2 separate regions of the Rattus norvegicus genome follow, and region 2 is linked to region 1. The links are chromatin contacts, called in public Hi-C maps. All regions are on one chromosome and are shown on one strand. Each heading gives the region's core, a stretch centred on a gene start, on an enhancer-like site or on the middle of the called end of the contact. The rest is flanking DNA. Distances are from core to core; before and after follow the strand shown. Region 1 holds the start of Postn (periostin). Region 2 has its middle 33 kb from the start of Dusp14l1.

The links. Hi-C and Micro-C count contacts between places; a contact is called where the count stands out from the background.
Region 2: a contact with region 1 is called in a Hi-C map of Schwann cells, with 3 times the contacts expected there. The contact joins the enhancer-like site here to the promoter of Postn in region 1. A contact is called at or near these places in 6 of 12 Hi-C or Micro-C datasets (the A7r5 cell line, the Rat2 cell line, Schwann cells and 3 more).

The regions. Positions count from the first base shown.
Region 1 is chr2:140,674,285-140,680,704 of GRCr8, reverse strand. It overlaps Postn (periostin), which reads right to left and starts at 2,644. Exons shown (of 22, transcript NM_001108550.1): 1 at 2,502-2,644; 2 at 1,050-1,148. The coding sequence starts at 2,626.
Region 2 is chr2:140,853,394-140,859,813 of GRCr8, reverse strand. No RefSeq gene overlaps it. Among named protein-coding and RNA genes, the nearest start is that of Dusp14l1, 33 kb to the left of the region's middle. Within about 2 kb of position 2,498, at least 6 of the 93 cell types and tissues checked have an H3K27ac peak or open chromatin away from gene starts, as enhancers often do. A contact at or near this core is called in Schwann cells, where this site is marked.

The DNA.
Region 1 (6,420 bases), core at 1,395-3,894:
AGTTAAATAGCTCTTTGTTGAGTGTGTGTTCCAATAGCACATGGATTAAAAACTGTCTGTCTGTCTGTCTGTCTGTCTGTCCACCTGCCCACCCACCCGTCTGTCTGTCTATCTATCTATCTATCTATCTATCTATCTATCTATCTATCTATCTATCTATCTATGCATCTATCAATATATCTATGCATTTGTTTAATTTTGTTAGGGTGTTTCACTTTGGAGCTCAAGGTAACCTAGAGAAGTTGGGGCAGTCTCCTTACTTCAGCTTCTTTGGAGGGTACCTGAAGCTCACCATGGTGTATTAAGTGGATATTCAGATTCTTCGGTCCTCAAAGCTACCTTATAGAGGCTACAGTTCAGGTTGAGGGCAGCGAGGGGCCCTTCCATGATTTTCATTGCTGGGATGACATGGGAGCCCTTTCTGATTTACTGAGCTACCCTGTCTTTGAGACAGCCCCCTCATAAAATGATGGATTGGATAAGTCATTCTTAACCTTTATAAATTCAGGGTTTTTAACTTTCCTACCAATAACTATAGTATAATAAATTAATAAAATGTCTACTACATAGGCAATAATGTTTTCCAGCTTTGAGTTGATCAGTGAAATATACAGCAAAGCCATAGGGGTGAAGTGGAGTCTTTATCATGATGTCTAAATGACCAGAGAAGCATTGATTTGGGCCTTTACAAATGAATATTTCAGATCAATTTGTTCTCCTTGATTGTGTGTGTGTGTGTGTGTGTGTGTGTGTGTGTGTGTGTGTGTGTGTGTGTGAGAAGAGGGTCCAGTGAATAGAGACCACATTTTTCACATGGATTCAGGACGTACCACACCAGGCCTGCTTTGGCTTGTCCAGCTTATGGACTTAGAGAGAAATCGACTCTTCTAACTGGTGTTGAGAGGGAGCTTCTCTGCCTGTGTATGAACCTCTCTTTAAAAGCACAGGAGTTTGGACAGTCTCTTCAGACTGGGGCATGTGTCCAAGAAAAGGCGAGTACCGTCCTGTAGGATCTTCAAACCATCAACAGAGAAAAGGGTGAGACTCACGTTTTCTTCCCGCAGATAGCACCTTGATACCAGTTCTTACAGGAGCTGAAGTATTTCTTTTTGGTGCCCAGAATCTGCTGGAGGGCACAGACATTTGGGCTGGAGACAGAGGGGAGGGGAAAGAGTTAATTGCTGAGGTTCTTGCCTTTTCCCAGTTACAGGTCAGGTGGCTGAGAGAGATGTTTGGATGGAGTCCTGACATTCTAAGACGGGATTTTAACTTTGTACAAAGCCAACTCCTGCCCCAGTTCTACTGAGTTACTAGAAAAAGCAGAAGTCTAAGGGAGATAGCGAGAGGAGGGAGAAGAGGGGGAAAGGGAGGGGGTATAGGAGGAAGGAGAGGATGTAGGGAGAGGAGGGGTGAGGAGGAGGGAAAGGGAAGGGAGAAGAAGGGGATGTAGGAAAGGCCACTGTATGTTTGAGACTAATATCAGTATTTCAAAAAGTTAACCTAGCAGAAATATTTAAACAGAATTAGACTTAACAGACAAACTACTGTTAAAGTGGAAAAAAACCCATTGTTTTAAAACTAAGCATGTATTCATTTGGAGGATGGGCAGCTTTAGGATTTTTCTGAAGCCCGGGAGATTAATGGCAAAGGACACAGGTCTTACTTCACACTCTGCTGTGTGGTTCCCTAGGGGCTTGCAGAAGTAGATTAGTGTTCAAAGGAACTTTTGAACAATGCCTTTACACAAAGGAAATTTGATTCTTTAAAGAGAACAAATAAGAGTATCCTTCTCTATTGCAATTTTAAGCTTGCTTTCTCTTAAAAGGATGGAAATTCTACTCCACTGTTAAGAAGACTGCTCTGAGAACTCAGAAAATGAAAACCCCCCCAAGGCTTAGGGAGAAATGCCAAGAGTCCCATGCAAACAGTGCAGATGTTCGCTTGAGTTACTAAGATGCTTCTAATAACCTTTTAAAATCCTACATTTATCTGAAAAGATAAAAAAAAAAACATTTCAAGGAATCCAGAGAAGCAGCTATTCAGCCCAGAGTTTAATTTTCATATACAAAACAAAGGAAATTTGCACCGATATCCCGAGAGACATCTCAAAGCCTTTGACATGATACCATCAGAGAGCAGACACTTTGATTTTGAAAACCATACTCTGCAGTCATGGAGAGAAATAAAAACCCAAGTAAACAGAATTACTAAGGATTACCCAACTGTATTTTGTTAATTACATTAAAATTAATAATCCACATCAAGTAATAATACTTGCTATGTTGATAGCAATACTTATGAATTTAAGGCACATATATGCCATAGTAACTATCTATCTCTGTCTATATATGTCTATTTACAGAATATTCAGAATTGTTCCTTTTCCTATTACCTTGCAGTAAGAAGAACTACAGCTACCCTGTGCATTTACAAGGAACTTCTACATATTTCTAGAACAAGCTAAGTGGAATAAGCCAAAAGGAAACAAGCCAGGGACTTACCCCTGATCCCGACCCCTGATGCGGCTGTGAGCTAGGACCTTGTCATAGTAACTGTTGGCATTTGCGGGGTCAACGTCACACAGGAACAGCAGCAGCAGAGCAGATAAGGGCAGGAGAGGAACCATCTTCAGCCCTGAGCTCCGTCCAGGAAGAGATCTGGCCTGTGTTCTAGAGAGCTGAATTTATAGAGCTCTGGGCTGTGGGAGGGAGCATGGCTGTGGGAGGGGGCGCTGGGCCAACCTGAAACTTGCAACTGCCTTGCAGAAGCACCAGCAGCCCTGTGCTGTCTCCTGGGTTCTGAGCAGTCTGAACTCTTCCCTCTATTTGTTTTTAATCATAGTGTGGCCGTTTTTTCACTTCTATAGGTTTACCCTGTGAAAACAGCTGTATCTGAGTTCAGGGACCTCTCCCCCATGTGCCTCTGCCACTCTCTGTGTCTCCGAGCTCAGTGACTTTCTTAGTTTGATCTTATCACACTTAAATCGTCCCACAACAGAACACTGAGGTTATTTTTCGACAGAGAAGAAATCACAAAGGGAATTTAACACAAATCCTGGATAGATTTACAATGCATACAAAGTACAATTTCCACAGCTAATGTGGAGGCACATGTTTCTTGAAGTCCTGTGAAACTTGGGTCCTGACTTTCCAACTCTTAATGAGTATAGAGAGTTAAGTTACAAAGACCTGCTTTGGGAGAATTTCTCTAACTTTTCACACACACACACACACACACACACACACACACACACACACACACACACAATTTTCCTTTTTATTGCTTTTCATCTCCCACACACTGCATACTCTGATAAGACCTGGAAACAGGTATTACTAATCTAGAAGTAATGTGGCAATTAAATGCATATTAAGAAACAGGGCTGCTGCCAAGAATATTCTTCTGATTTTTAAAAGAACAACTGCACTCTCTCGGTGTTGAATTTCAGCATCCCCAGCTGAGGGAAGACACAGATTTTTTAGGTCTTCACACATGTGGAGAATCCTTTGGATGAAGAAACTTCAATGATTAGAAAGTTCAGAAGGCAGGGAATGGGAACAGCCATCTGTCTCTGAATGCACAGATTTTAAAGCATCCCTAGAGAGGGGGGAGGGTGTTTCTGTGCTGTGCCGTGAAGTCCCCCCTCTGTTTTGAGCATCCGTAGTGTTTTCTCACTGACAAGGCAAAGACACCATGGCTGGATTCTTTATGTTTTACAGTTGGAAAAGTTTAAGGGGGAGGCCAGAGAGAGTTCCTTATCTGGAGAGATGTGTGAGCTTTCTGTGGGAACTGCCTTTCAGTGTTAAAATAATCCTGCAGCCAACAGCTAATTTATTAAGTACACAGTTTGAAGATGAGTCAGAAGCCTCTGTCACTTCTGAAATTTTGGTATTAAAGGATTGAGAATATACCGAATTATCTCTGGGGAACGGGGAGAGAAGATATCATGGAAAGTAAACTATGTTCTTTCCAGGGTACTTGTGTGACAGAGACACTAATCTCTTATTTATATTTATCTAAATGAAGCCATTCTTACTTTAACTGTCTTTTCTCTTGTTTGCTTTATAAATAGCTTTTGCTACTCTTAGGTTGTACAAATGGTGGGCTGTCGGTAACTGCTCAATGAAAGGGCAGTCCTATCTTATGCATATAAGGTCTATCTGATATCAATCAACTGGCTGTTAGAATGTTCGGGGAACATCATTTATTGACGAGGTTACTGTGCTATTCTGACAAGCAACATGTATTTACCATTTTGCACAAGGCAAAGCGTATTCTCATATGACAGAAAGGCATTCTGAAGCCCCCTTTTATAGTTTCCAATAATAGAAATCTGAAATCTTTCTACTCCAAGCATCATGTTTGAGACTTACCAAACTCCCATGGAAGTCAACTCATGCCAAACCTTCAAAATTATTAACTAATGGGGGTCAATAATGACATCAGGGAGGGTCTTTCAAACAAGAGCCAGAGACACAGAGACCACCCGTAATCCAGAGAAGAGCAGAGATTTTAGGTAAAGATGGAGAAATCAGGATACTTGAAGAGACAGAGGCCAGGTGAGAAGAGAGATACTGCACGGTAATTGTTGGGAGAAAGTCCAAAGCTAGAGAGAGGCTCTGAGCCAGTTTGGGAACGGCTGAGAAAAGGAAGGCTAAGAAGGGAATCTTAGCCCAAGTTGTAGAAGAGAGTGGGAAAAAAATCCACAAAAGGGCACACTCTCTTCCGGGGCTCTCATCAAAAGTTGCTCTCCATACAGGGCCCTTTCTCTTCTGCTCTGTGAAACTATCCTGACCCTACTAACCCTTGCACTTTTTCTACCAGTTGGGAAGATGACGGAAATCATGAAAATTAAGTCCGACTTTCCAGGGCTGCAAAGTCTGACCCAGAGATGTAAGTCATTAAGGAAAAAGAAATGGTTCATTATGTAACTCAAAAGAGAGAGTGTGACTGGGAGACAGGGCCGTCTGTCTCTAGGCATGGGATGCTGATTTATAGGCAGTTCTCTGTTATCGAGCCCCCAGAGACCACGAGGTCACTGCACTGCCTGCCACACTTACTCACCACTGTGAAACCAACCTCAAACTCCCGCAGTCCCCGGGACTCCTCACGGACTATGTGCTTCGTAAGCCTGTGCACACAAGCCTTAAGCAGTATGCCCTTGGTCTTGATTGTGTCATGAATCTTAATACGCTTCTATGTTAATATGTGGTTCATGAGTTGTCATGGCACATGAGCTCAAAAGTCGTTTACATATAGATCACATAACACAAACCCACTCTTACAGCCCAGTCAAGCCTTGAGGGTAACCCTGTACCTTCTTAGGAAAAGTTCTCCTCCAAACCTCCACACCTGGTCCATGGAGACTACAAGCCTTCTCTAGTCCTGCAAATGGAAATTCTAGGCAAGACTCGGAGATCTTTAGTTTCTTTGACTGAGGCTGCTTTTTAAAAAAGATTATTAGATTGAAAGACTTTAAACCAAGAATCATGTATTGGTTTTCCATCTTTAAGACAATGTGTATAAATGAAATAAAACAGAGTATCATCAGCCAACCTTAAAGAGGTCAAGGAGGCAAGCTATAGGCTTAGAAATTCAGACTGACACATTATAAAGGTTACTTATGGGAAGTGGGGCTTCTGAAGCCTTCTGCTCAGTATGGTATTTTCTTGGCTTTTTCTGTGTCACCAACACAGTCTGTGGTGACACAGGAAAGACAATGGAGCAATACTCAGGGAAAGGTGGGGTTCACTGCACACCAGAGTAAGAACCATGATCTCTTAGCTGTTAACCATGACAGATGCAGGGCAGAAGCCTGTGGGGTAATGGAGGGTAGGGTGGTGCTTTCTCCCCCTCCTTGGACTCTGCCTTCAAAAGCCTTCTTTGCAGCGGATCAATTCCTCTATTGAATAGTCAGCCACCGAAGCTTCCCCCTCACTGAACTGAGTGCATTCGCACATTTAAAACAGAATGAATTTTGCATTAGTGCTATCTACTTTGTATTTCTCTGGAGACATCTAGTGGAGAAAGTACGGTATACAGAGGTGTTTAGAAACACTGGTAATGTCTCTTACATTTTGATTAAACTGGTGAATTGAAATTCATAGAAAACAATTTCAAAATGCCAACCAAGTAGGAATTAATAATCTCGTGCAAGAAATCTCTCCAGGCTCATGCAGAAGGGACTGATGAGTGATGTCAAATCTGGATGAAGAGTAACGGTGTGGGAAATGGCTGGAAATAGATCGACTTGCTTTCTGAGTGGGTTTTTTTTCCTCCACTGACTGACACATGAAAAGAAAGCATGACTATGTGATACACATGTGTGTGCCTATGCATGGAAGCCAAAGGCGGACACTGTACGTCTTCCTCTCTTTCCACCTTATTTTATTCTTTAAGAATTTCTCAAAATATCTGTGG
Region 2 (6,420 bases), core at 1,249-3,748, 180 kb before region 1:
GTTTTCTTTATTTTCAAAATTACCTCATGTCCCTTAATGGATACTTGTTTCTACTCTAGCTATTTAGTTTCATAGTTCAGCTAGGAGAAGTTTGTGTGTCAGCTGCACTGTAAGGAGAGTTTTCATTTTGCCTTAAGGGACCTTTGCCAACGTTCCATTCTGTGATGTGCAGAGTCAGGCTATTTGCAAAGGGATGCTCCTTAAATGACCATGTACAACTAGGTGTTCCATCACTGTGGGAAGCACACATTTGGAGAGTCGCTCCAAGCACAGAGGCTCTAGGTGCAAATGTCTTCTGGTTGACACTTCATTTGAGTGTTAGTCTTTGTTTATCTTCCTTCTTTATGAAGCAGGAACTCTGGGATGGAAAGAATGGGGATGCTGGCTGGCTTCACTTTCAGGCTGACTGAGACAGCTGCTAATTGTTGTAGAATCTCCACCTTCACCACGTTATGATATCAACCTGTGGTCTGTGGCCCTGAGGAATGCTCAGCGGTCAAGAGCATTGACTGCTCTTGCAGAGGACCCAGGATCAGATTAGTTCCCTTTGTTCTCAGAGAGGCTCACAGCTGTCTGTGAGTCCAGCTCTGGGTGATCTTGTGCCCTTTTCTGCCCTCTGGAGGTACTGCAAGCACATGCGCACGCACAAACACACACAGACACACACAGACACACACACACACACACAGGCACACACACACTCACGCGCGCACACACACACAAAGACAGACACACATAGACACAAACCCAGACATACACACAGACACACAAACACATTCATACATACAGACACACACAGACACACACAGACACAGACATACACACACAAACACAGACATATGCACAGACATATACAGACACACACAGACACACAGACACACACATACAAACACAGAAATACACACAGATACATACAGACACATAGACACATACACACACATACAAATACAGACATACACACAGACACATACAGACACACAGACACACAGAACACAGTAAAACACTCACACACACACAAAGACACACACACAGACACATACAAACACACAGACACATACAGACACATACAGACACACAGAGACACACACAGACACACAGACACACACAAACACAGACATGCACACAGACACATACAGGCACACAGACAGAACACAGTAAAACACTTTCTCTCACACTCACACAAAGACACACACACAAACACAGATATACACAGACACATACAGACACACAGACACACAAAGACACACACACAGATACACAAACACACACACACATAAACACAGACATACACACAGACACATACAGACACACACACAGACACATACAGACACACACACATACACACATACACACACAGAGTAAAACACTCACACACACACACAGTAAAACACTCACATACACACACAGTAAAACACACTCTCTCACACACACAGACACGTACACACAGACACACACACACACATACAGACACACACACACAGAGTAAAACACTTACACTTGTAAAACAAAACAAAACTAAGTATATTTAAGGTAAAAAGTCGCTCTCTGTCACTGTGTCTCCCTTGCTTTGTAAAATTAAGTAGAGTATGGTTTTAGAATTACTTTAGAATACTGCAGTCATGGTATTAAGTATTTTATATCAACTTAGACTTTTAATTCTCCCGATAGTCTGAGAAGTACATAGTGTTCTGCCCTGTTAAGGTTGTTCATATTGGGAATCAGAGATTTAAGTAACTTACTCTCAAAGCTTAAAATATAGTGCCAAGGTTGGGGTGAAAATTTAACTCAGCTTGTGCTTTTAGCCTACGTATAATTGATGTTAACACTCTGCACTTTCTCCTCAAATTAACTTTGGTTAAAAAGAAAACACCTAGAGTTTTCTGAGGCAGAAGGAGTTGAGGGGACAGAGGGAGTGGAGGATACCAGGAGAACAAGGCCCTATAAATTAACTGAGCAAAAATAAAATGAACAAAAGTATGAGCTCAAGGCTGAAACAGCAAGCACAGGGACGCGGTCTGCACCAGGTCCTCCGTGTACATATCATAGCGCCAGGTCCTCGTGTACATATTATAACGTCCACTCTGGTATTTTCATGGGACATATGAGTGTGTGAATGAGAAGATCCCTGATTCCTTGTCCTGGGCTTTTTTTTATTTTTCTGTTGCCTTATCTCATCCAACTTTGATATGATGGCTTTTGCTTTATTTAATTATATTTTATTTTGTTAAATGGAGATAAATACATTTTTAATCTGTAATATTCCACTACTTTGGGGGGTAGATCTATGAAACACAGTACAGAAAAATATCCTGCAATTCCAGCAGAAATAAGTTTCATGGAAATAGACCTAGTTAAAAAAATTAATGGACAGCATAAAGCCACCGTAGACCCTGAATGACGAGTGGGTTAGAAAATGAACAGTGCTTGCATGAGTGGAGTCTGACTGCTTACTATGCCAAACTCTCTCCCCTCTGGTCACATTACATGATGTAACTGGATGAGTCACAAATTGGATCTACATGGGGAGATGTGGATGACCACAGCTAGTTCTTGCTTCTGCAGACATTCCAAAAGCCCTGAAATCATTTTGGGAAACAACAAAAGCTCAAAATTTCTCAGTGACATTTGTTAAAATGCTTACACATAGAGCAGGGATTGGATGTGATGTTCCAGAAGGTTCTCCTCCAGGTCTCCACTAACAGTTCTAAATGGGAGCCCTTCGTAGTGTCCAGCTCAGCTCATTGCCTTCACCCTAAGACTGATGAGACATAGCCTCACTGGTGCTGCTGCAGTGTTTTTTCTCATGGTAAACTCCTGGTTGTGTCTAAGAACTAGTCTTCATCCATGTTGCTTGTCATCTGGATGCTTGTGTTTATGAAGCTGAACTAAGTGGCGAGAGCTCCTCCTGAATAAGAACTGAGACTGGACTGCCCACTCCTCCTAGGACGCACGTGTCTTAGTTACTGTTCTATTGTTGTAAGAGATACCATGAGCAAAGCAACTTACAGGAGAGAGCGTTCAGTTGGGGGTTTGCTCCGGAGGGTTAGCCCATTATCATTGGGGGAGGAGCACGGTGCTGGAAAAGTGGCTGAGAGCTCTGAGCTCTGTTCTGATCTGTAGGCAGCGGGGAGGGGGGCGGGGGGGAGAGAGAGAGAGAGAGAGAGAGAGAGAGAGAGAGAGAGAGAGAGAGAGAGAGAGAGAAGCTGGTGCTGGTGTGGGTGTTTGAAACCTGAGACCCCTCCCAGTGATTACACACCTCCTCCTACAAGGTCACTCTTAGACAGTCCAGCTAATGGGTGAGTAAGCATTCGAATATGAGCCTATGGGGGCCCGTTCGCCTTCAAACCACCGCATAATGGTAGTTCTTCGAATCTGGATTTGATTAGATAGAGAAAGTTATGACTTACTCTGGAACTCCTCCATCAGACTGACCCATGGTGATAAAAGAAAGCTCAGAAACTGTCCAAGCTACAGAATCAGGAAGTCTGTGAATGACACTCAGGAGTCAGCCTTCTGCACACGATTTTTGTATGCCTTGATGCCCACTGAAGGTCATCAAATTACTAATTCTCAAGCTTCTGAATTTGAGGACTGTGGTGGTCTACATATGCTTGGCCCAGAGAATGACACTATCAGGAGGTGTGGCTTTGTTGAAAGAAGTGTGTCACTGTGGGGGGGGTGGCCTTTGAGAACTTCCATCTAGCTTTCTGGAAGTCAGTCTTCCCCTGTTTGCTTTCAGAATGAGTTGTAGAACTCTCAGCTCCTCCTAAGTCATGCCTGCCTGGATGCTGCTGTGCTTGAAAATAATGGACTGAACCCTTGAACCTGTAAGCCAGCCACAAGTAAATGCTGTCCTATATAAGAGTTGCCTTGGTCATGGTGCCTGTTCACAGCAGTAAGATCCCAACTAGGACAAGGACTAAACACCCATGACAAGGTATTTGAAACTCTTTCTCCTTTTGAATTTATTCCTCTTCCTCACTTTATTTCCCATCCCCCTTTTCATCAAGTGTGCAGAGATCTGGGGACAAATCTGTGATCTATGAAGAGTTTTAAGTTTTAGTCTTCAGGCATCTTTTGGACATTCTGTATACATGGGTTCTGGGGCTGATCCCATTCGTATGTTCTGAGGTTTTAAATGTTTTGAGACTAAGGACACTGCCAAGTTTCTCCTGTTCCAAATAATCTCTTTAGCTTTCTCTGACATCACATTACTGTTTCCTTCTTCTCAGATAGATATTAATTGATAAATGTCATGTCTTTGGGTGATCTTTAGATTTGTCCAGTTGTAAGGTACATGGTGATCATAAGGGTCTAAAAATGTTTGATGTACCCAAAAATATAGCAAACAAAATAAATGATTATTTATGTGAAATGTCATCTGCCTTGGTAAAAACGTTATAGATTGAAACATTTTAGTAATAGAATCTCTTATCTACATTTCTGTAATTTGAGACTCCAATGTGCAAAAGTAGGAGAAAACAGAAAAGATCAGTAGATTTTTGTTCTGAAGTGAAATAGATACTCTTGTCGTTGCTGAAACCTGATGTGAAGCAGCCTAAGGGAGGAGGTTTGTCTTGGCTTACAGTTTGATGGGGCTCAGTTCATCTTGGTGGGGGAAGGCATGGAGACAAGAGTGAGGTAGTAGGTCATATTGTGTCCACGGTCAGTAAGCTGAGAGTTCTACATCATTATCCAAAGAAAGACAGGAGCAGATTGTATTCCAGGCATCTAGGAGGAGGGTCTCAAAGCCTACTCCCATAGTGAGACACTTTCTACAACAAGGCCACGCCTACTCCAACAAAGCCACATCTCCTAATAGTGCCACTCCATAGCCCCGGTGTGTGTGTGTGTGTGTGTGTTGTGGGGGAGTCAGAGATCGACTTGTAGTAGTCATTTTTCTCGTTCTAGCATGTGTGTCTCTAGGATTGAATTTACATTGTCAAGCTTGGTGGCCAGTACTTTTACCTGTAGAGCCATCTCACTGGCCTCTTCTGTATCTGTTTTTACAGGAAAAGGTGATCACATAACTCGGGTGCAATCTCCTCGTTTCCTGTCTTGGTCTTGAGACACAGCCTTGCACACACAGCATCTTCTGCTATGCTTTCCTGGGTCATTTACAAGTCACTAACAACTTCTTCTTGCTCTCATTTGAGTTTTGCTTGTTACTTCCTGTTGTTTTAAGCCATTCCCTCATCTCTATTAAAACCTTTCACCTACACTTCATGTGTAGTGGCTTTTCTCGTGTGCTGTAGCTGATTTCTCGTGCTTTTCTTTGTTCCACAAACTGCATCCTGTGAAAGCAGCAACCCTGCTTCCTTTTCACCTCTACATTGCTAGTGGCTATTGCAGTATTTCATGTTTATGTTCCAAAATAGAAAATGCTGGCATTTTTCTTTTGTTTCCCATTCCACTCTAGCTGCTGTTTTCTGCCATCATAAACATAAATATTCTCATATTCTTATTCCCCTTTGAGGGCTGTCATTTATAAGGCTAACCACTCAGTCAGCATATTAGATTTTCAGTCCAAAAGCACACTTTGAGGTATCTAAAATACTGTAGAGGGAGAGCTTGAAAAAAGTTAGAATTTACCAGCAAATAGCCACCCATGCCAATTCTGGAAAACTACTTGGAAATGGGAATTGATCCAGGAGCAAATGGAAGTAGAAAATTTAAGAACTGAGCCATGAGTGCACTGTTGAGGATGTCAACAGTGAGGAGAAAGCCTCCATGTTCATGATGTTTGGGGCTGACAGAATAAATAGTGAGATACCAGTGGTAGTTACTGTTGCCTACTGAGTGAGCATCCTTAGTTCATGGGGCAAGCACCAGGCAGGTAGTTAGGGGGTATCCTGAGGAAGACAGTCAGTCTCCTTGTCCTGCAGTGCAAAGGCATTGGTTTACACTAGTTACAGGGGCATTGTTCCTTTTAGCTAGTAATGGTGTGTTGATGACCATTCCTATTGTGAGGTGGGAGGAGGGATCCTATCTGCTGTCTTTCTCTTTTGTCCCCTTTCTCACTTGCTCTCAGTTCTCCCTCCCTCCTCTTTTCTTCTTCTGCTTCCTCCTCCATTTTTTCTCTCTGTGATATCATAAATCAATCCCAGGACCTGGTACATGCTGCATCCGAGGCCAACACTGTACTGGTGAGCTCTACTCTTAGCTTTCGGGATGTTTCTTATGACTGTGTGTATACTCCAATACTTAGCAAAGAAGGAATTCTCCAATCTCCTGCAACATGCCATAGATTTCCAGATGAAAGTAAAACATTGGGAAAAACAAAACCAGACCCAGAAAAACATTAGAATAAGAACTATCAAACAAGGGGTTTCTTTCAAACTCAGAAACTGTTTGCTGGTGAAAATTGACTGCAGCCCGAGGAAGTAATGGTGGATTGCACTAATGGTTAATTATAGCAGA